Regions from separate parts of the Mus musculus genome. Here regions 2, 3, 4, 5 and 6 are each linked to region 1. A link is a contact called in public HiChIP or PLAC-seq and promoter capture Hi-C data. All regions are on one chromosome and are shown on one strand. Each heading gives the region's core, a stretch centred on a gene start, on an enhancer-like site or on the middle of the called end of the contact. The rest is flanking DNA. Distances are from core to core; before and after follow the strand shown.

Region 1 (3,511 bases), core at 403-2,902:
CCCTCGCCCCGTGGTGACTTCCCTGACTTGAATTTTCACCAGTGGGGAAATAACCTATCAATTAAGAGCAGTTGTTGCTTTTGTAGAAGACCAAGGTTTGGTTATCAGCATCCACATGGTAGCTAAGACTATCCATGACTCCAGTCCTAGGGAATCCAAAGCTGTCTTCAGGTATCTGTGGGTACCAAGTACTCTTTTTTTTTTTTTTTTCCTTGAGACAGGGGTTCCCTGGCTGTACTGGAACTCACTTTGTAGACCAGGCTGGCCTCGAACTCAGAAATCTACCTGCCTCTGCCCTGCCAAGTGCTGGGATTAAAGGCGTGGGCCACCACTGCCCAGCTGGGATAACCATTTTAAAAGACATTTTATCTTAAGCTGACAAACCTCCAGGGGTTCTCTCATCACATAGGTTCCCCCACTCCCTGCCACCTGTTAGCTGGGTCAACTCCAGTTCAGTCATCAGGCTGTACCTTGGGGGTTTACTTAAGAAAAGCCAACTTCCAGCTTTGATCTTGAGTTGCTCACAGCATTCAGCTCACTGGAGCAGAATCATTTGTTTATATAATTATCTTCCACGTGAATTGAGGACTTTAGGGTGGGGCCAATCTGTCTTTTCAATTCGGAACATAGTGCTACTGGTATATAATTCTGTACACAATTAGAAGTGATATATGGCTATAAGGAAGGGGCCTAAGACGCGATGAAAGTGACATTTCTTTTGGTAGGCTGATTCCATCCCTTTGCTTTTATTATTATTAATTAATTACTTTTACTTTTACTTTATTTTTATTTTTTTGAGACAGGGTCACTGTGTAGCCCTTGCAGTCCTGTAACTCTGACCTGCACTCTGTAAAGCAGACTGGCTGTGAACTCTGAGATGGGCCTACCCCTGGCTCTCCAGTGCTGGGATTAAAAGGCCTGCACCACCATGGCTGGGCTTGCTTTCATTGTTTTCAGGTAGCTTCCTTAAGACAAAATTAACCTCGGCTTCTGTTAACCTCGGCTTCTGTTGTTTCTTTCTCTCTCTCTCTCTCTCTCTCTCTCTCTCTCTCTCTCTCTCTCTCTCTTTCTTTCTTTCTTTCTCACGCCAAAGACGATTTTAGCATTCTCCAACTGAGCTACGTTCCCAGCTCTCTCTTGTCTTTCTATAACTAACTTTCCCGCTACCCTTGTCTTTGGACCCTGTCTAACCAAGTCCTGCTAGGGGAGTTAAGCTCTCTAGGACTGTTGCCTCATTGCAAAATAAGGGCAAGTACCTATGAGAATCAAGCGCTCAATGTGAGTTACAGCAACGACGTTTACAAGTTCTCTTCAAGATTTTCAAGCATCTTTCCCCTTCCCTACCGGACCCTCCACCCACTTGAGCCGCTGTCCAGACCTGTGACTTGGGACTCACCCTCAACCCTTCCTAAATCCTGACTTTAAAATGACTTATCTTCTTTAAATCAGGTTAACTAAAAAACTCATCGGACACCTTAGGTTTTGTGTCATGCAAACACTCATATGAATTAAGAACTATCACACAAAGTGACTTTATGGCGTCCTTTTATTACAGATCACTTCGTGGTCCCCGCCCCGGCCGGGCCCCGCGCCCCGATCACCACGGCCGGCGCTCGGCTGCTTCCGGTGGGGCCTGCGCTCTCCGCGGCGGCTCGCGCGTTCTGCTCGCCGGCGGCCTCATGCAGGCTGAGCGCGGGGCTAGGGGCGGCCGCGGGCGGCGGGGAGGCCGGGAGCGGCCCGGAGGGGACCGAGAGCCGGTCGGGGCAGCGACGGCGCTGGCGAGAGGAGGCTGCGGGGACGGAGGCGGCCGGCGGGGCCGAGGCCGGGGCTTCCGCCGAGGCCGAGGAGGTGGCGGCCTGCGAGGCGGCCGCTGGGAGCCTGGAGGCCGGGGCGGCGGAGCCAGCACTCGGGTAAGGAGCGCGGGTTGCTGCGGCCGCTAGCCGGCGTGTGGGGAGCGCGAGGCACAGCGCCTGCGCGGGATGGAGCCGGGAGGGCGCGCGGGGGGGGGGGGGAGGGAGAGGGGACATGCACGTGTACCGTGCACGCTCAGCCCCTGGCTGCTTGTGGCCGAAGGACTAAGCGACCGGCCTCCGCGTTTTGCTGGTGCCAGAGTCCCATGGTCTGATGGAGACTAACGGCGGCGCCTGGTGTCCGGGCTACAGCCTGGCGTGCTATCCCAGAAGTGACTTCCTGCGGAGCGAAGTCTACCAGAATACAGATTTACACAGAAGTGTTTACTCTGCCCTCCGTTTCCTTTATCCCATCCCACATTGCCTAGGTAACAGTGTCTGTGGTCACCCATACCTGGATGGAAGGACATGGGGGGAAGATTATGTCTTCATTTTGGTTTGGATTGGTGACCTCTAAGATCTTTCCCACTCTTCAGATTCGTATTTAGTCTCGCCGAGACTATTCTGGGTACCTAAAGATTAAATGAGGAGAAACTGACCGACCTTCCCAAGGCCTTTCTGTACTCATATCTTATATGTTGGGCACATTGGTGCTCTAAATCAGGATTAGTGCAGTGCTCTGAAAGCAGTCAACAGCGTTCCAGCTGTGTAGGGACCACTGTCCAGCTGCAGGATTCCACACAGTCTACGTCCTTTGCTTTCCCTCTGGATGATTAGACTGCAAATGGAAACAACTTCTAGATATGTACTCCTCCAAAGTAACTTACTTGGGAACTAAGAAGCCCTGAAACCATTCCTTCTAAAGATGTGTGGTATGAACCATGAGCTTACTGAGTGTGATAAGCAAATTATCAGGACAGTCACCTTTACTGCAGTGTGTTATTATCCTTAATGCAATTGTTAATTTCGCAAAATACAAGAATTTGTTTATATCTATTTTTTGTTTTTGTTAAAGAAGTATATTAGTTTTTCTGCGCCCGTGGACCCGTCTCTCTCTCCTCTTCCTCTCTTCCTCTCTTTCTCTCTCTCTCTCTCTCTCTCTCTCTCTCTCTCTCTCTCTCTCTCTCTCTCTCTGTGTGTGTGTGTGTGTACATAAGTGTAGTGCCAGCAGAGGCCAGAAGGCATCAGATCCTTTGAGCCCACGTTAAAGGCAGTTATGTTTTCCAGAACAGTAGCAAACTGCTCTTAATCCTCTGTAAGGCACCCACACTCTCGGTATATGCACCCCCCCTACATTCATGTAAATAAAAATAAACACAAGAATGCAAATGTTTTTTCTGCGGGGCAGTGGTGGCGCACATCTTTGATCCCAGCACTTGGGAGGCAGAGGCAGGCTGATTTCTGAGTTTGAGGCCAGCCTGGTCTATAGAGTGAGTTCCAGGATAGCCAGGGCTACACAGAGAAACCCTGTCTCAAAAAAACCACACACACCCACACACACACCCCCCCCCCCCCCCACACACACAATAATGCAAATGTTTGACTCCAGTTCCTTTGAATATATACCTAGTAATAGGATTGTGGAATCCTTAGTGGTGGTTATAGTTTTTATTTTTAAGGAACAGCCGTACTGCTCTTTGTAATGCTATACCAATTGATGT
Region 2 (3,511 bases), core at 746-3,245, 940 kb after region 1:
AGTGTGGCTTGAGTCTTACAGATGATATTGTTATTCTAATTGAGGCTTCCACTCAAAATATTCTCCAATTTAGAAAATCGTGAGTGTGCCCTTGTAGTAACAAACACACCAAAGGTCTTCCTAGGCTGGGGGAAGTGGGGCTGAGATTTAGATACTGTGCTCAGCAGGTTTCCGTTAAGATCACTGACATAAATCAAACGTATCGTCCACTAAGGTTTCTGAGATGTGAGTTGGGGGATCAGCTTGCTCCATTACTTTAGGTATGTGATAAGGTAGACTGTTATGTCAGGGAATACATGGCCAAGTCAGGCTGTTCAACTTCCCACATTAGTCAGAGAGGGAGGTAGGCATAGAGACATGTAGGCAGAGTCTTAGCCAGGGTCACTAATGTGGTAAAACAGCATGACCCATGGCAACTTGGGGAGGAAAGGGTCTGTCTCATTCGCAGTTCCATAGAACAGTTCATCATCAAAAGCAGTGAGGGTAGGAACTCTAGAAGGGGAGGAACCTGGAGGCAGGAGCTGATGCAGAGGCCATGGAGCGGTGCTGCTTAAAGGCTTGCTCCCCGTGGCTTGCTCGGTCTACTTTCTTATAGAATCCAGGACCACCAGCTCAGGGATGGGATAACGCGCAATGGGCTAGGTCTTCTCCATTAACCACTAATAAAGAAAATACCCTATAGCTTGCAGCTTGCCTACAGCCCCATCTTACAGAGATATTTTCTCAGTTGAGGCTCCCTCCTCTCGGATGATTCTGGCTTTCATCAAGTTGGCATAAAACTAGCCAGTACAGGAAGGAGCAAAATGTCCTGAGGCATGGCCTAGTGACCCACTTCCTCCATCTAGGCCCCAACTCTTATGTTCTCACCACTGTCGAATGGCCCATCGCACTATGAACCTTTGAGTAGATTAATCCATTGATGAAGTTAGAACCCTCTGGATCTGCTCAGCTCCCTAAACCCCTCTGAGCACTGCTTCATAAGGGACCAAGAGACTCGTGAGCCAAGGCATTTCAGATCCATTACAAAACCTAGGGACAGGAAGAATATATTATCAGGCAGTAGTTTGATCAGCGTTATACACTGGGGCCAGCACTGTCTGGGCCAGTGAACGTGATTTCTGCTGTTAGTTTTAGATTATGAATTTCCTGAGCCTTTTCCTGTAGCTGTGCCGACTCTCAGTTGTATGTAAGGATGGCAGCTGGAACGTTTAGTAACTGTTGGGAGTTTAGCCTCCGTTAATCATAGTAAAGCCTGGCATTAGTCTGGATTACTCTAGTCCTTCTACCCAGCTGGACACTCATTGTTTAGTTACTAAAAGCGTCTTAGTTTCCTTGATAAAATACCATGACCAAAAGCAGCTTGGGGAGAAACGGGTTTGTATTTTGGCTTCCACAGCTCAATCATAGTCTACCACAGAGGGAATTCAGGGCAGAAACTCAAGGCAGGAACCTGCAGGCAGAAACTTAAGTAGAGACCATGGAAGGATGCTACTTATTTGCTTGTTCTACCTGCCCAGGTGTAATGAAACCCACAGTGGACGGGGTCCTCCCTCATCAATCATTAATCAAGAATATATACCATAGGCTTGCCACAGGGCATCTGATAGAGGCTTTATTTTTTTCTGTTTTAATTGAGGTTTGTCTTAGTTGGAGTTACTGTTGCTGTCAAGAGATACATAACCATGGCAACTCTTTTAAAGGAAAGCATTTAACTGGGGCCTGTTTACAATTTGACAGATTAGATTATTATCAGCATGGTGGCAGCTTGTAAGCGGGCCTGGTACTATAGAAGGAGATGGGAATTCTACATGGGGATCCACAGGTAACAGGAAGAGAGGGAACCACTGGGTCTGGGCTCGGGCCCACCCCAGTGACACACTTCCTCCAACAAGGCCAAACCTTCTCCAACAAGGCCGTACCTCCTAATCCCTTCACACAGTATCACTCTCTGGTGACCAAGCAATGAATCTGTGAGCTTATGGGGGCCATTCTCATTCAAACCACTGCCAAGTTCCTCTTCTCAGATGACTCCAGCAGTGTGAAGGGAACAAAACAGTAGCCAGTACAGAGTGAAACACAGAGCAGCATCAAATTACCAAACTGAAGGCATGAAAACAGAAGTTTTTTTTTTTTAAGTGATCTCCTCTGCCTCCCTTTCAGTGTTTCAACAGAAAAGAAAGCTTCTACACTATAGCGATTTAAAAACACTATGAAATAGGAAACACTTATAATTAGATGGATCCAGTACAAAACCTGGCCTTGCCATTTCTTGGGTGTCTAATCGCAGACTTGACCTAATTTCTTTTAAATGCCCTATAACATCAATAGCAGTGGCCAGTAAAGTGTTTGCTTAGCAGATGGGTCTGTTAAATGAATTCTAATGAAATCATATTAAGCACTTCATTTCTTCGTCACTGGCCATGTTTTAGGTGCATAGAGACTACAGGAATGGAACCACTATTGACTGTTTCAGAGGGCAAGAGATAGAATATTTCCTTTATTGTACAACTTGCACTGAACAGAGATAATCTAAATAATACTTTTCTCATAGCTTTGTGGGGCAAATTTAGGCATACGAAAAATTATTTAAAGAGCCCATTGTGTATAATGCTTACATAGGACCTCAGTGGCATCCAGAAACATTGGCTGTCTTTACCTTCTGCCTTGGTGAATGCTTTTCTTATCTATTTGCCTTTTCCTCCTTTCCTCCTTCCCCTTCCCCGTCCCTGTTTTGTTTTGTTGGAGATTGAATCTAGAGTCTTGCCCACTAAACAAGCAAGCATCCTTCCCAGTACTTGGTTTTTTATTTGAGACAGGAACTCTGTATGCAACCCAGGCTGGCTTTGAACTCACTGAGTAGCCCAGGCTTCTCTCAAACTTTCTTTTGGCTCCACCTCTCAAGCGCTGGGATTATTGGTGCATGCCACCACATACCCATCTTCATTTTGTTTTAGGTATGTCTTCATCTTCCCTAGCCGTGGGAGAGTTAGAGTTTTGAAGTTGAACTATTTTTCAAGATAACTAGAGAATGAGGAAAAGAAATGGCAAGTATTCCAAGTTTTTCTCTCACATGCAGAAACTAGAGTTTTTCCAAAATGTTAAATCTAGCTCTCAATGTCATACAAAGCAGAAGTGTAGGGGGAGGGGGCTCTCCTGGGGAGCAGGAGATTATGAGTTGAAAGAGACAGATATAAATAAAAAACAGTGATGCACATGTATGAAAATATCCTAATGAGCTCCATGATTGTATATGCTTAGACAATTAATATAAGAATCAAGCAGATACCTGGTTGTAGTGGCAAAGAGCTGTCTGGCATTGCTGCCAGGGAAGGAAGAGAAGAAAGATGCTGCATGAGGCCGACCTTGTTCATTACATTCCAGACCATCTTGGTAACTTTTACCAGAAGCAACTTTGAAGTAGTTTCTCCACAGATTCCATGCCTTCTACCGTAGTTGTCCCTGTGGCACAACAAAGTTTCTCTCTTTGCTTTGGAAATTCCCCAATATCCTT
Region 3 (3,511 bases), core at 676-3,175, 900 kb after region 1:
GACACATTAGTTGTATTTAAAGTAGGTTTTTATGACCTGGAGTTTGTAGATTTCACTGCGTGATTTTAATTCTCACCTCTAATTTCTGGAAGCTAATCACACGGTGTTGTCACCTAATTGCTGTCTTCACTGACAGTTATGCAGATGGAGCTTTAAAATATGTCTTTATGCAAAACACCATGATGGCTCATCCTCTGTATAGTGCCTGTGGTGGCTCCCATGAGGCTTTTAAAAAATGGACTTTGAAGTGTCACATGAACACACATTCTTCTTTTAGAGACAGTGATTCTGCTGAGTAATGAATGGACAGCCAGTGAATTGTGGCGATCCTTTGGGAATCAGCAGACCAGAGTCAGAACCAGTAGCCATGGGCAAACATAAGTTGATTGGTGTCTTGTTAGGAATTGTGGCATTGCTTTTGTTTTTCTTATTACAATTCTCCTCCTCCTCTCCCTCCTCCTTCCCTCCTTTTCCTACTCTTTCTCTTCCTCCTTCTTTTATGAAGGATACGTTGCTTATTTTCTGCTTCCCCATGCCATTTCTCTTGCACCCTCTCCTGTTTCCTCTTTCTCTTAATTTATCCCTGCTTCTCCTCTACCCTAACTGGCCTTTCTCTCTGTCTCTTGATGATCCGGGCCTTCTACTATTATCTGCGTGCTTTCTTATCCTGTGCATCTGACTCTGTCTCTCTTGCCCTCCTTCTTCCCTCCCTTCCGGTCCCATTCATTCTCTTTTCTCGACTTTTCCTACTCTTCCTCCTCACCATTCCCTCCCCACCCCTGCCTGTCTGCTGAGTGACCAAGGCTATGAGCTCCCTCAGAAACACAGGCATGTCCTTACAGGCCCCTCTCTCTTGTACTGATACGAGTTCTTTAGACTTACATGGAATGAAATGTCATATTTAGCATCGCTAAAAGAGGAGGTTTTATTATCTCAGGAAGGAACTTCAGTTGGAATGGCGCTGGGTGTGATTTGAGAATATTTGTATTGTAGGTTAACTTTGGTCAAGTCCCTTTAATACACTGGAAGCCTTGGTTTGTTTTTCTTTTAAGTTTTTCATTTAGCTTTTACTTCATGAAGAAAGATGTTCTTGGATTTCATTTAATTAATAGTGAACATATGCATGCATGCATGTCTGCGAGGGAGGTGGATGTTACCTTCTGCTGCTACCTACATTGTTTCTTGAGAGAGTCTATGTTTTGGCCTGCAGTGCCTAAGTAGATTAGATGGTCAGAGAGCCCCAGGGGTTCCCCAGCATGAAGGTTACAAGTGCATACTGCTGCCATTCCTATGTGGTTCTAGGGACTGAATCTAGGGTCTAATGCTTGCACAGTAAGCGCCTAACTAACTGAGCTATTTCTTCAGCCTCCTGCTCCATTGTTGTCCTGATCCATTTCTTTCCTTTTCTTTTCTTTTTTTTTTTTTTTTTCTTTTTGGTTTTTCGAGACAGGGTTTCTCACTCTGTCCTGGAACTCACTCTGTAGACCAGGCTGGCCTTGAACTCAGAAATCTGCCTGCCTCTGGTGGTGCACGCCTTTAATCCCAGCACTTGGGAGGCAGAGGCAGGTGGATTCTTGATCCATTTCTTGACACTGCAGTGAAACAGATGTTCTGTGTAGACAGACTCTAGTTTGTTGCAGGTCCTTAAGGTACGTGCTGAATCTGGGTAGTATTAAACATGGCTTCTGAAAACTAATGGGAAAGGAAATCTGTGGTTGGATAATGATTTGATCTTTTTTGAGAAAAAGGTCCTGAAGGAAGCAGGTCTGGCCTTATCTTCTCTGTTGGATATAAGATGTAAAACCCCTCCTTGCTATTGTCCACCAGACCCTGTCTCATTTTTCCCCTCTCTGACTGCCAACACAGTGCCTGGATAGCAGCAGACTCCCAACACAGTGCCTGGATAACAGCAGGTGCTCATGGCTTCCTGCAGCATTTGCCTTGTAGTTTTCTCTAACTCCCACATATAGCCATGATAGCATCTTGCAAATTCTCGGCAGCTCCAGCCAGCCACAGTTCTTTCTTTGTCAAGAAACCCCCTTGCCTTTAATCAACACGAACACTCCTTCCAGTATGCAGTTTTCCTGCCGTAGTTATTTATGAGTATCAGTTTTCCTTCCCAAGGTTTCAAAGCCAGAAGACTCACCAGGAAGTGGGATCCAGAATCCTTCAAGTTTCATGGCCCTGCAATTTAGCTGTTACAGTAATTTGTCTCTCCCTGCCCTCTTTCCCTGGTTTCTGCTCCAACCTGCCTGCAGCCTACACTGCTCTTTTATTGCCTCCTCTTCCTGTCGGCTGAGTCGGTTCCACTCTGGGCACGTTGCCAAGCTTTACAGCTTCCTCTTTCCTGCCTGTTTCTCAATTCTTCATCCCTTTTCTCCCTGGTCTATTGAAGGATACGTAGAAATATTAAGGCCACTCAACTAAATCAGTGGAACTTGGTCAGTAAGTTTGGAGGTAATATGGAGAGTGGACAAGGATGGCCTGTCTTTTTCATCTATCTACACTGACCTTCCTTTCCAAGTTCCGTCTTACATCTATTTCCTGCACAAACACTCGGCCCCGGGCTCCTCTCCTTTCTGCACTGCATCCTGTTCTCCTGAATTGCCAGTCCACCATTCTCTTCTGATTCCTGTCTGCTTAGCGCTTTCCTGTCCATGAAGGCTTGGAATCCCACTTTCTGTACAATCATGTGCCCTTGGTTATTGCCTATCTCTTCCTCTGAAATCTAAAAGAACTTCCCGCGTGTCCTCACATGATGCTTAGTAACAAACCATGTCTCATGGGAAGACGCCTCCACATGACCCAGGGTAACCCTTGAAGCCAACAGCTGTGGTACCTGCAGTGGGAAGCAGGCTATTTAAGTGTCACGTTCGTTCACCCAGTATTTTGTCACTGGCAGAGCCCTTTCATCCACTGAATCTCATCAGATTTTCACAACTATATTACAAGGTCCACATCGCTACCATCATCTCACTGAGCAACTGCAGCCTCAACTTAGTGACTTTTAAAAGAAAATCCCTTTCAACCACAAAAAAGGAGTCCATAAAAGAGATAGTTTAGAAAGCAATTTGGCATTTTTTTTTCCCTACAGGCTATGTAAATAAGTCACTTCCCCTGCTCGGGAGTTAGGCAGTTAAGCATCTAATATTAATGAATCTGCGACTAAATAACTCTGTGTGGAGGTATGGAAGCCTTCAGCACTCAAATGGTGGATGATTCTACAAAGCGGTCACCATACAAAACTCACCCTTTAAAGCAGCAGTTGAGATATCAAATTTTGAGAATTGCATATTTGAACCCCGGACATTACAATTTGTAAACACGGCTGGATGCTTCCTCTGGGTAACTCTTCACTTGTGTTGCCCTAGTCAGTGCTTATGGTTCGTGAGGAGTCTATCTTCCTTCCCAGTGGCACCCGTCTTCAAGATAAGATTTTAAGACAAAATTATTTTAACCAAATGATGTGAGTTGACACTTATACACAGCCTGCCATCTGCTGGAGCTTTCT
Region 4 (3,511 bases), core at 598-3,097, 880 kb after region 1:
TGACCTAGTGACCCTACCTTTAAGAACTTTGCTTAAATGAGGTTATGTTCCTGAATGATTACATGCACACAGGTACTGACTGCAGCACTTTAGAATTTTGTTGTCATTATTATGAGTGTTATTTGTGTGCCTGTGTGTGATGGAGGTCATGTGCAGACATAGGCGTAGGAACACTGCTTTGTGGTTCTCTGCATGTACCCTTCCTTATGTGTGCTCATGGGATTGGCTTTAGGTCACCAGGCTTGCATGGCAAGCACTTTACCAGCTGAGCATCTTGCTGGCCCTAAAGCAATTTTTTAATACTTCTGCAACATCTAGGGAAAAAAAAAAACTGAACATTCATGAGCGAAGACATGTTTAAATAAATTGCAACACATTTTTTCCTCTGTAATACTATGAAACTGTCTAAAGTATTAATATAGATTTCTAACAAGCTGCAATATAATATATAGAATGCTCTGTTTCTTGTAAAAATGAACATGTCTTCTTCCCATACATAAATATGTGTTTTTTGCACAGACTTGAATGTCAGAGAGAAAGGTGTAAAGAAGAATTGGCCAGGCTGTTAACATTCAAAGGGCAAGGCAGTGGGGAATAGACCAGAGAACAGGGTGTGAGAACTGGGTGTGTCAGCTCCTTCACCTCTCTACTTTGTGTATCCTTACAGTGTTTCTCTAGATGTGGCGGGTGCATGTAACTTTTATAATTTCGAAAGCATTATTTTTACCATTTTGTTTCTTATTTTTATTTATATGTGTGTGGTTGTGCATGTAGGTGGGTGCCTGTGCCCATGTAGAGGCCAATAAAGATCAAGTGTTCTGCTCTGTCACTCTCCACCTTATTCTCTCTCTCTCTCTCTCTCTCTCTCTCTCTCTCTCTCTCTCTCTCTCTCTCTCTCTCTCTCTCTCTGGCTTTTTGAGACAGGGTTTCTCTATATAGCCCTGGCTGTCCTGGAACTCACTCTGTAGACCAGGCTGACCTTGAACTCAGAAATCCGCCTGCCTCTGCCTCCCAAGTGCTGGGATTAAAGGCATGCACATGTGCCACCACGCCCGGCACCACCTTATTCTCTTAAGGCAAGGTTTATCACTGAATCTGGAGCCAGGCTGGCAGCCAGCGAACCTCAGTGATCCTCCTGTCTCTGACCACCACAGTGCTGGGGTTATAGGCACAAGCATAGCCACACCGTTTTGAGGAAAGAAATCACACACCAAAATTAGCCAGACCCCCCTAAGCTATATATCTCAGTGAACTTCTATATAGTTAAAGTAGCCACTTGAAAGGGAATCTATAGAGATTCATATTGTGTTTTTATATTTTCAGAATCCAGTGTATTTTTATACATTTATCCATCACCAAAATGGAAAATCCGTGACAGCATTAGAGCTAGAAAAAACGATTAATTTTATATCCTCTTTCATCACTCATTTATACCTACATTCAATCTTTCTTCATTCCCTAATATTTAATCCTTTTTCCTGAAAATTTTGTCCTTTTATATTTCCTTAGAGCTAAATAGCATTCATGTGTGTGTATGTATATGTATGTGTGTGTGCACACACACTACAGATTTTCTTTTTTAAGATTGATTTTATTTTATATATATGAATTTTTGCTTGTAGGTACGTCTTTGCGTCCTTTGAGGGCTTGGTACACATGAAGGTCAGAAGAGGGCTTGGGATCCCCTAAAACTAGAGTTATGTGTCAGTCAGGAGGTTGTCAGGCTCCATATGGGTGCTAGGGATTGGCCCACGGTCCTCCACAAGAACAACAAAGCTCTAACTACTGAACCATCAGTCCAACCACATAGACCAAATTTTCACTCTCCATTCATGTGTTGGTGGACAACTAGGTTGATTCCAGTTCCTTGCCGCGGTGAATCAATAACTGTGGTGTGTAAATATCTCAGTGGTGGTGTATAGAGTTCTCTGGAAAAATGCCCAGAAGCAAAATAAATGAACCATATGGTAGTTCTATTTTTAATTTTTTGAGAAATCTCAAAGCTGACTTCCACAATGGCTGTATTTAGTCCCCAACAACAGTGAATAAGGGCTTCTTTCTCTCCACATCCTCTCAGTCTCTTGTCAGACCCATTGATGATAGCCACTCTGACTGGGGTGAGGTGCTTTGTCAAAGTAGTTCCAATTTGTATTCTTCCAAGGGCTCGGGATGTTTAACACTTTTAAAATAGTAATTGGCTACTTCTGTTTCTTTCTATAAGTGTTTATTTAGCTCATCTGCCTATTTGTTGATGGTAGTCTTATTTCATTGGCATTTCATTTCTGCAGTTCCTTGTGAATTCTAGGTATTTATTTCCTTGCTTAAAGGTAGTTAGTAAAGGTCTTCTCCCATTCGTTAGGCTGACCGTTTGCTCTACTGATTGTTTCTTCTGCTGTACGGAACCTGTCTATTCTCAAGTAGTCCCATCTGTTGATACTTAAGAGTTGGTTCCTCTGTTGTTGCTGCTCTATTTTAAATTACTAAAGCTAATCCGGTACCTATGTTTCATCTAAAAATTGCAATTTTATTTCTTTAAGGGAAAAAAAAAACCAAAGAAACATGCTTTACTGAGTGTCATGTATATGTGGGGGTAGGATTATAGTGGAAGCACATTTTCTGTGTTTTTCCTGTGTCTTCCAGTAAAGCAGGAAACTCAGCAATGAGAATATAGCATTTGTCAAAAACAAACAACTAAACAACGAACAGGAACGTATCTGGAGAGCCATGAAGGTAATGCCTGAAAGAAGTATATTTGATGGTAAAATTAGATGAGCATAGCACAAAATCCAGAATCTAACCATGAAGGCAATATAGTGGGGCTTCTGGATGCAACAGAGTTCCAACACAGGAACAGACCCACCTCCAGGCCCTTCTGGGAAGGGGGTTTGGGGGTTGAGGAGGGTTATGTGACAAAGAATGGCATGATGGGGGGTGGGGCTGAAGAAGGGACCAAAAGAAGAAGAGCATATGAAATACCCTTGCCTGACTTTCTAAAGTAAAGCCAAAGACAGGTGTAAGGGGATCATCAAGCTGCCAGTTATGGCCTACAAGGTCTGCCCTTCAGGGCCCAGAGCACCAAAGGGTGAAGTAGACCCTGAGGAGCAGCACAAGGGAACTTTGATGATGCAGGTGAACTGCCTATAGCATGGAGACCAAGAAAAGACTTGATTGTAACTGGAGGAAGTCATCTCAGTAGAACGATCTGCTCTTAGGTAGTTGGTAAGTGGGTGGTAGGCAGGTAATTAGTACACACACACACACACACACACACACACACACACACACACACACACACACACACACTGTCAGATTGTCATTGGTTGAGGCGTCTAAAATCTCACACTTTTGAAGCTGCCATGGTGTCACACATCTTTAATCCCAGCACTTGAGAAGTTGAGGCAGGTAGATCGCTGAGATACAGGCCAATCAGGACTACATATTGAGACCCTGTCTGAAAACACTTAACCCAAACCAACAACATGAAACACCTCACCCTTTTGAGCCTGTAATT
Region 5 (3,511 bases), core at 522-3,021, 810 kb after region 1:
CTTGGAGGCACTCAGAGCTATGAGTTTCCCTCTTAGAAATGCTTTCATTGTGTCCCATAGGTTTGGGTATGTTGTGGCTTCATTTTCATTAAACTCTAAAAAGTCTTTAATTTCTTTCTTTATTCCTTCCTTGACCAAGGTATCATTGAGAAGAGTGTTATTCAGTTTCCACGTGAAAGTTGGCTTTCCATTATTTATGTTGTTATTGAAGATCAGCCTTAGTCCATGGTGGTCTGATAGGATGCATGGGACAATTTCAATATTTTTGTATCAGTTGAGGCCTGTTTTATGTCCAATTATATGGTCAATTTTGGAGAAGGTCCCGTGAGGTGCTGAGAAGAAGGTATATCCTTTTGTTTTAGGATAAAATGTTCTGTAGATAGCTGTTAAGTCCATTTGTTTCATAACTTCTGTTAGTTTCCCTGTGTCCCTGTTTAGTTTCTGTTTCCACGATCTGTCTATTGATGAAAGTGGTGTGTTGAAGTCTCTCACAATTATTGTGTGAGGTGCAATGTGTGCTTTGAGCTTTACTAAGGTGTCTTTAATGAATGTGGCTGCCCTTGCATTTGGGGCATAGATATTCAGAATTGAGAGTTCCTCTTGGAGGATTTTGCCTTTGATGAGTATGAAGTGTCCCTCCTTGTCTTTTTTGATAACTTTGGGTTGGAAGTTGATTTTATTCGATATCAAAATGGCTACTCCAGCTTGTTGTAATTACTCATTTTTAAGTGATAAAAAATTTAAATTCAAGTGTTAATAAAAGTATAAAATTCAGATAATAGTTCTAGATACAACCAAATAAAAAGCTTTAGATATAGCTAAGCAAATAGAATTGATTATCATTGAATGCTACCTTTTAATTCCTCCCAACTGGAGACAGCCTTTCCCACTCTCTACCCAAAGCTCCAAGAACCTTCCCTGGATTTCCTGTAGTCCTAAGTGCTGTGACCTTGACACAGAGGTCCTCCTTATTCCTCACCAGGCATCACACAGCCCCTCATTACAGGGATACTGAGGATAAAGTACTTAGTAAAAGAGCAAATGGCTTCTTTTCCAGCCTGCTGCCTCCAGGGATACAACTGCAACTGTGAGGCTGGGATCTCACATTATAAAAGCGTTTACTTTCAGGAGTACTGACAAAGAGCTGATAGGACAGAAAGGAGGGAGGGACACGGTGGAAACAAAGGTCACCTGTCCAGCCGGTGGCATCTCTGTATTCACAGAAGCTGTGACAGCATAGTAGCCTTTTTTTATTATATTTTTTTGTATATTCCACATGTTCTTGATTTCTGGGGAAGTTTTCTCTTTTAGAGCTCGTCCTTGCTACAGACGTTAACAGTTTTGTTCAAGAACATTGGAGCAGAGGCAGCACACTATGTTTTGGCTGCAGATGTATCTCAGGTTTCTTTTCTGGGGTCTAAGAAAGTCGAAAATATGAATAAGCTCTGAGTGTGGCGCCCGCAAAAAATTTTAAAACTGATCAACAGTACCCTCTTGTGGCCAAATCAAATAAAGCACTTCCGCTGGTTTCATCCAACTAGCACGTTTTAGTAGGGAAGATCAATTAGATGTCATTCGTGGATAATTCTCGGTGTTCTAATAATTCAAATTGGTCTGAATTTGCTCATTCAACCAATCACTCTAAAAGAAATGTATAGAATAATTTCGTTGGTCTAGTCAATATTCTTGATATTAGATTTATAGTACTGAAAAGACAGACTGAATTGGGCCCACATCGTAGTTGGCAAGCAGATAATGAGGCAGTCGGGGGTGGGAACTGAGAAGGAGCGGTCACAGTGTTCACTGAGAAGGTAACACTATAATAAAGTACTGGATGCGGTGAAGGCACTGTCTAGACGCCAAGAGGGAGTGATCCATAGGGATTCGGCAGGCACAGAGCTGGGAGGCTCTCCCGAGGATTCCCTGCCCATAACTCATTCATACAAGTCTATCTGTAGAAATCTGTGTTACTCCAGGTCCCTTTCAGGGCAGGACCCATGCCTGAGGCTTTTTATGCTGAAGCTTCAGCATTTGGGACTCTGCAGACTAATACTATGTCAGTTTGACACAGGACCCAGTCATCAGCAAGGAAGGAGCCATCATTGGGAAAATGCCGCATAAGGTTGGACTGCAGGCAAGCCTGTAGGGCATTTTCTTAATTAGTAATGTGGGTGGGCACAGGCACTGTGGGTGGGGCCATCCCTGGGCTGGTGGCCCTGGGTTGTATAAGAAGGCGGACTGGGCAAGCCGTGGGAAGCAAGCCAGTAAGCAGCATTCCTCCATGGCCTGTACAGGAACTCCTGCCTCCATGGCCTGTACAGGAACTCCCGCCTCCAGGTTCCTGTGCTGCTTAAGTCCCTCCCCTCACTGCTCTCAAGGATGAGCTATTGAACGGAGCTGTGAGTGAAATCAACCCTTCTCTCCCACTGCTTTGCTCATGTGCTTCATCTCAGTGATAGTAAACATGACCGAGATTCTAAGGCTACATTTATATTATGTGGAGATGAAAGATATGGCCACAGCTGATCAGAAAGTGCAATCAGAGGATTCCCTGACACATGCATCCCTTGTCACATGTTTGTTTGTTTTGTTGTGTTTGTTTTCTGCTTTTTTTTATTAGATATTTTCTTTATATCTCAAAATTTTCCCCTTTCCAGGCTCCCCTTTGGGAACCCTCTATCACATCCCCCCCTTCCCTTGCCTCTGTGAGGATACTCCCCCACCCCCTACCATCTTCCCACCCTGGCATTCCCCTACACTGGGGCATCAAAGCCACTAGGGCACAAAGACCTCTCCTCCCACTGATGCCAACAAGGCCATTCTCCGCCATATATGCAGCCAACGCCACGGGTGCCTCCATGTGTACTCTTTGGTTGGTGGTCCAGTCCCCAGAGCTCAGGGCTCTGGCCTGTTGACACTGTTGCTCCCTCCATGGGGCTGCAAACCCCCTCAGCTCCTTCAATCCCTTCTCCTACATCGGGGACCCCGTGCTCAGTCCAATGGTTGGTTGCAAGCATCCGCCTCTGTATTTGTCAGGCGCTGGCAGAGCCTCTCAGGAGACATCCATATCAGCAAGCACTTCCCAGCATCCACAATAGCGTCAAGGTTTGGTGGCTGTATATAGGAATGGGTCTCCAGGTGAGGCAGTCTCTAGATGGCATTTCCTTCGGTCTCTGCTCCACACTTTGTCTCCATGTTTCCTCCTGTGAGTATTTTGTTCACCCTTCTAAGAAGCACTGAAGCATCCACATTTTGGTCTCCCTTCTTCTTAGGCTTCATATGGTCTGTGAATTGAATCTTAGATATTCCAAACTTTTGGGCTAATATCCACTTATCAGTGAGTACATACCGTGTGCATTCTTTTGTGACTGGGTTACTTCACTCAGGATGACATTTCCAAGTTCCATCCATTTGCCTGCGAATTTTATGAAGACATTGTTTTTAATATCTGAGTCGTCTTCCATCTGTCACATGATTCTTAATATTTCCTCTATGCATCTAGCTCTTCTCT
Region 6 (3,511 bases), core at 566-3,065, 720 kb after region 1:
GAGAAGGCTGGGAAGATGGCTACCGAAGCTAAGACAAGCAGCCTACATGAAATGAAGACTTGAGGTCAGGCTTCGGATCTCTAACCTTAACTCCTTGAGTCTCATCTTCAAGCTGCCTCAAGCTGCCCAAAGAAAATTTCCTCAATTATCTGTGCCTAGACTTTTAATAATAAACAAACAAACAAACAACATGGCTGAAGAGGGCACAAATCCAGAAGCACCTGTGCTGTTAGTCATTCACTATTGAGGACACCTGTTGGAGGAAAAGCAAAAGGGTCCCACGGGGCTCTGGGAAGAACAGGTAGTTTGCCGGGCCCTGAGACAGTGGGTGGGCTGTGTACAGTGTAAAGATGAACCAGGACAAAGTAGACGAGCTTCTGGCCTCTCGGACGTATTAGGAGAATGGTTGGTCTTCTCTGTCCGTCAAACAAGACCCAAGACTGAGCCTTGACCAAGGAACTGTGTTTGAAGAAGAGACAATGGAAGTAAGGATGGGTCTGAAAATTATTAGAAGGAAACTGCAAAGCAAGAGGGAACGTTCCAAAAGATGGACAGAGCAAAGTTGTCGTCCTCTATGACCAGGACAGAAAGAAGCAGGGCGCTCTTAAAAAGGACAGTGCAAGGTAAGATTTTCATTCTAATTCTCCAGACCTACCTACCTCGTCACCTAGCACTTATAAAGCATTTGTCAGTTGCAAAATATTATGGAATTCACTATTTCATTTAATTATCTTTCATGAAATGCTAGTTACATTTGCCTCCATTTTACACGAGAGGAAACTGAGGCTACGTAGAGAAGATTATATGAATTGTTCAAGGTCAGGTGGCTGAAATCAGCCCTAGGAAGCAACCTGCTGCCCCCTGTCCTTCAAGGTGGTCGACCACCTTGAGTTGTTAACTCCCGAAGGGGAAGACAGGCATAGCAGCGCTGGACTTTGCCCCGTTCCCCAAATCTGGGATGGAGCATTGCCCTCCATCCAGCGCCAAGAAGGGGACCTGATGACGCGGAGCCACAGACCGGGATTTCCCCATTCTGCAGGGTTCTTGGGAGCCTGGAGCACAAACAGTAGCTCTCACACACCCGCGGGTGAGTCAAGTAAGGTTTAGCAGCAGTTGCTGAATAGAGATTTAAAGAGAAGGGAGACGGACAGTACTGGATGAATTCCCTTCTGATCAGTCCCTACATTGCCACCAAAAGCAGGCGCCCGGTTTCCAGACCGGGATCCCCACTCTCGCCCCTGCCCCATTGGCTCCTTTCTTGACTGTCCCCTAGAGCCCAAAGGCAGCTCGAATGAGGGACCCGGCAAGGTGTGGAGGTGACAGGAGGCCGGTTGTGGAACACCTCTGATCTTCTGGGTCGGAGGAATCACAAGCCAAGCTCAGCTTGAAGTTTGAGCATCAAGGGTTTCAGACCAAGTAGCGAGTTGCCCGGAGAGCGAGCAGTCCCGGGTGGGAGACCTGAGAGTGTGAGGTGGCAGCACGGAATGAGGGGGAAAGGCTGAAGAAGGGGCCCCTTTCCACTCAGCCCCTCACCGCGGAGAGGTGGCTGGTCCGCCTCTGCAGCCTGCGAGTGCGGAGAACGCGCCCCGCACCGCGGCGCAGCGCAGCCCCTCCTCACCGCGCCGCGCTCCTCCCCACCTGCCCGCCGCCTCGCCCGGCCGCCGAGACTCACAGTCCTCAGGAACTGGATCTCATCCTCGCCTCCTTCTCCCGCTTCGGCCATGGCTCCCAGGGCGTGCGCTGCGCCCCAGCCTCGGGCGCCTCTGTTTCCCCTAGGCAGCGGCGTGCGCTGACTGCTGCTCTGCCGCTGCTCTTTCTCCTCCTCCTCCTCCTCCTCCTCCTCCTCCTCCTCCGTCCTCCTCCTCCTGCTCCTCGCTCAGCCTCAGCAGCGCCGAGCTAATCCCCGACCATATAGGGAGCTGGGCTAACACTTGACTGCACTGCAGAGCGCCAATGCCAGGCGAGCAGCCCGCCCACCCCTCTCTCCTCTCGCCCCAGCCAAGTGCGCGGCAGCCACGGACTCCGCGGACAGCGCAGCGCGGCGCGCGCCGGGCGGGTGTGGGGCAGAGCTAGGGACCCGGGCCGGAGCCGTGGAACCTCCCCCGCACCGCACGGCACCGCACATTCGGTGGAGACGCGCGCCCCGCGGCGACGGGAAGATGGCTCTTACACAAAGGCCAGTTGCTTAGATTCAGTGCCCCCAAATTGGGCACAAACCCTCTAGATTTGTCCACTTTGCACGGTGCATGTGTGTGTGTGTGTGTGTGTGTGTGTGTGTGAGAGTGTGTGTGTGTGTGTGTGTGAGAGAGAGAGAGAGAGAGAGAGAGAGAGAGAGAGAGAGAGAGAGAGAGAGAGAGAGAGAGAGTAAGTATTGGTTTCATATTTGGGTGGGAGTGCCCATCTGGAGCAGGGCGCTGACCACTCACCACCTCACCACCCATAATGGGTGTTCCTTTTTCATGCAGCAAGGAGAGACTGAGGGTGACTGCTCATCCATAACAAAGTTTGTAACCCCGTGGGTAGCTCTTCTTTAGAGAACCCATTCACTCTTTAAAATTTGATAAGGAGAGGGTACAATAATCAGAATGCACAGTACACGTGCATGAAATTGGCAAAGAACAAACTCAATAAACGTTTTGGTTTTGTTTTTTGTTTTTGTTTTTTTAATCTGATAAGGACACTACACCCCCATTGAATAGAGCTTCACTAGCCCCTGGGAGCTTCAAGAAGCTGTCCTCAATTTGGAAATCAGATGGCGTCAGAATTGTTTCTTTGTGCCCACGCTTACCCATACTCTGCACTTTAGAGCTAGCCCTCTGGACTCAGGGGAGTGTGAGGCTGCTGAGAGCACACAGTGTGTCCTAGGAGGCTACTAATCCTTACCTGACCTTGGGTGGATTTTTTAGGATTTGGGAGCAGTGAGATTGGTCCTCTAAAAGCACAGAGTGCAGGGTGTCCCTTCTGTATGCTGGTCAAGTAGTTTCTGGGCAAAACAAAAATGTTTTAAAAGAAAGTGCCTCAAGATGTAGGTGAGTAGCAGCTCTGGGTCTGAACCTACCAGCTCCTCTAAAGGCTGCCTGGAATACAGCATGCCATCCACACATTGTGGCACTTTACCTTTCATGCTTGCCTCTATGCCCAACCTTTGGATAAAGACTCTTGTCTCCATCACTGGCAAGAGTACATGTTGATAGATGAAAGGCCGAGGAACGCCATCAGCCATGGCTAGAACTTCAGCAGAACCCAGGGAACAGTGAAATACTCTCCGGGTGCTTGAACCATTGTAAGTCATCAAGGAAACCAAGAGCAGTTGACTAGAGGGGGGCCGTGTGACGGACATGGTGGCTAACTGACAGCCTATGGGGCCAGAGAAAATCTTTCCTTTTAGTCCGTTCAGCACTTTATACCTTTTTACATACAGCGTTGCTAAGTGCTATATGTATAACATCTGAAACCTGACTAATGAAATAAAATAGAGCTATATCTAATCAATACTGCTTACTTGTCCTAC

What was found. Promoter capture Hi-C pulls out the DNA fragments that hold promoters and counts their contacts. HiChIP or PLAC-seq counts read pairs in DNA pulled down with a chosen protein or histone mark.
Region 2: a contact with region 1 is called in an H3K4me3 HiChIP or PLAC-seq map of bone marrow-derived macrophages, with 9 times the contacts expected there. The contact joins the enhancer-like site here to the promoter of Aven in region 1. A contact is called at or near these places in 7 of 39 promoter capture datasets (the 3T3-L1 cell line, the C10 cell line, cranial neural crest and 4 more), 8 of 484 Hi-C or Micro-C datasets (the AML12 cell line, cardiomyocytes, cortical neurons and 4 more), 9 of 115 datasets of contacts at active chromatin or transcription factors (the NIH/3T3 cell line, astrocytes, bone marrow-derived macrophages and 4 more) and 1 of 9 other capture datasets (embryonic stem cells).
Region 3: a promoter capture Hi-C map of hippocampal neurons shows a contact between it and region 1, with 2.7 times the contacts expected there. The contact joins the enhancer-like site here to the promoter of Aven in region 1. A contact is called at or near these places in 6 of 39 promoter capture datasets (the 3T3-L1 cell line, the C10 cell line, cranial neural crest and 2 more), 1 of 484 Hi-C or Micro-C datasets (ventral hippocampal neurons) and 3 of 115 datasets of contacts at active chromatin or transcription factors (bone marrow-derived macrophages, craniofacial prominence and forebrain).
Region 4: a FOXA1 HiChIP or PLAC-seq map of pancreatic cancer cells shows a contact between it and region 1. The contact joins the enhancer-like site here to the promoter of Aven in region 1. A contact is called at or near these places in 4 of 39 promoter capture datasets (the 3T3-L1 cell line, cranial neural crest and hippocampal neurons) and 5 of 115 datasets of contacts at active chromatin or transcription factors (the NIH/3T3 cell line, astrocytes, embryonic forebrain and 2 more).
Region 5: a promoter capture Hi-C map of hippocampal neurons shows a contact between it and region 1, with 23 times the contacts expected there. The contact joins the enhancer-like site here to the promoter of Aven in region 1. A contact is called at or near these places in 17 of 39 promoter capture datasets (the 3T3-L1 cell line, 3T3-L1-derived adipocytes, the C10 cell line and 11 more), 2 of 15 datasets of contacts at CTCF or cohesin (pro-B cells and stem cell-derived epiblast-like cells), 27 of 484 Hi-C or Micro-C datasets (the AML12 cell line, the Ba/F3 cell line, the C2C12 cell line and 16 more) and 7 of 115 datasets of contacts at active chromatin or transcription factors (astrocytes, embryonic stem cells, forebrain and 2 more).
Region 6: a promoter capture Hi-C map of embryonic stem cells shows a contact between it and region 1, with 4 times the contacts expected there. The contact joins the promoter of Ryr3 here to the promoter of Aven in region 1. A contact is called at or near these places in 8 of 39 promoter capture datasets (3T3-L1-derived adipocytes, cranial neural crest, embryonic stem cells and 5 more), 2 of 484 Hi-C or Micro-C datasets (cortical neurons and embryonic stem cells) and 6 of 115 datasets of contacts at active chromatin or transcription factors (embryonic hindbrain, embryonic stem cells, forebrain and 2 more).

The regions. Positions count from the first base shown.
Region 1 is chr2:112,491,312-112,494,822 of GRCm38.p6, forward strand. It overlaps Aven (apoptosis, caspase activation inhibitor), which reads left to right and starts at 1,653. Exons shown (of 6, transcript NM_028844.3): 1 at 1,653-1,910. The coding sequence starts at 1,680. It also overlaps a transcript of Chrm5 not described here.
Region 2 is chr2:113,431,981-113,435,491 of GRCm38.p6, forward strand. The region is part of intron 3 of Fmn1 (formin 1); the gene reads left to right. Among named protein-coding and RNA genes, the nearest start is that of Gm13963, 42 kb to the left of the region's middle. Within about 2 kb of position 1,996, at least 8 of the 459 cell types and tissues checked have an H3K27ac peak or open chromatin away from gene starts, as enhancers often do. A contact at or near this core is called in bone marrow-derived macrophages, where this site is marked.
Region 3 is chr2:113,395,571-113,399,081 of GRCm38.p6, forward strand. The region is part of intron 2 of Fmn1 (formin 1); the gene reads left to right. Among named protein-coding and RNA genes, the nearest start is that of Gm13963, 5.6 kb to the left of the region's middle. Within about 2 kb of position 1,926, at least 71 of the 459 cell types and tissues checked have an H3K27ac peak or open chromatin away from gene starts, as enhancers often do. A contact at or near this core is called in bone marrow-derived macrophages, hippocampal neurons and trophoblast stem cells, where this site is marked.
Region 4 is chr2:113,369,799-113,373,309 of GRCm38.p6, forward strand. The region is part of intron 2 of Fmn1 (formin 1); the gene reads left to right. Among named protein-coding and RNA genes, the nearest start is that of Gm13963, 20 kb to the right of the region's middle. Within about 2 kb of position 1,848, at least 4 of the 459 cell types and tissues checked have an H3K27ac peak or open chromatin away from gene starts, as enhancers often do. A contact at or near this core is called in pancreatic cancer cells, where this site is marked.
Region 5 is chr2:113,301,095-113,304,605 of GRCm38.p6, forward strand. No RefSeq gene overlaps it. Among named protein-coding and RNA genes, the nearest start is that of Tmco5b, 17 kb to the left of the region's middle. Within about 2 kb of position 1,772, at least 13 of the 459 cell types and tissues checked have an H3K27ac peak or open chromatin away from gene starts, as enhancers often do. A contact at or near this core is called in the N1E-115 cell line, forebrain and hippocampal neurons, where this site is marked.
Region 6 is chr2:113,215,268-113,218,778 of GRCm38.p6, forward strand. It overlaps Ryr3 (ryanodine receptor 3), which reads right to left and starts at 1,816. Exons shown (of 104, transcript NM_001319156.1): 1 at 1,673-1,816. The coding sequence starts at 1,723.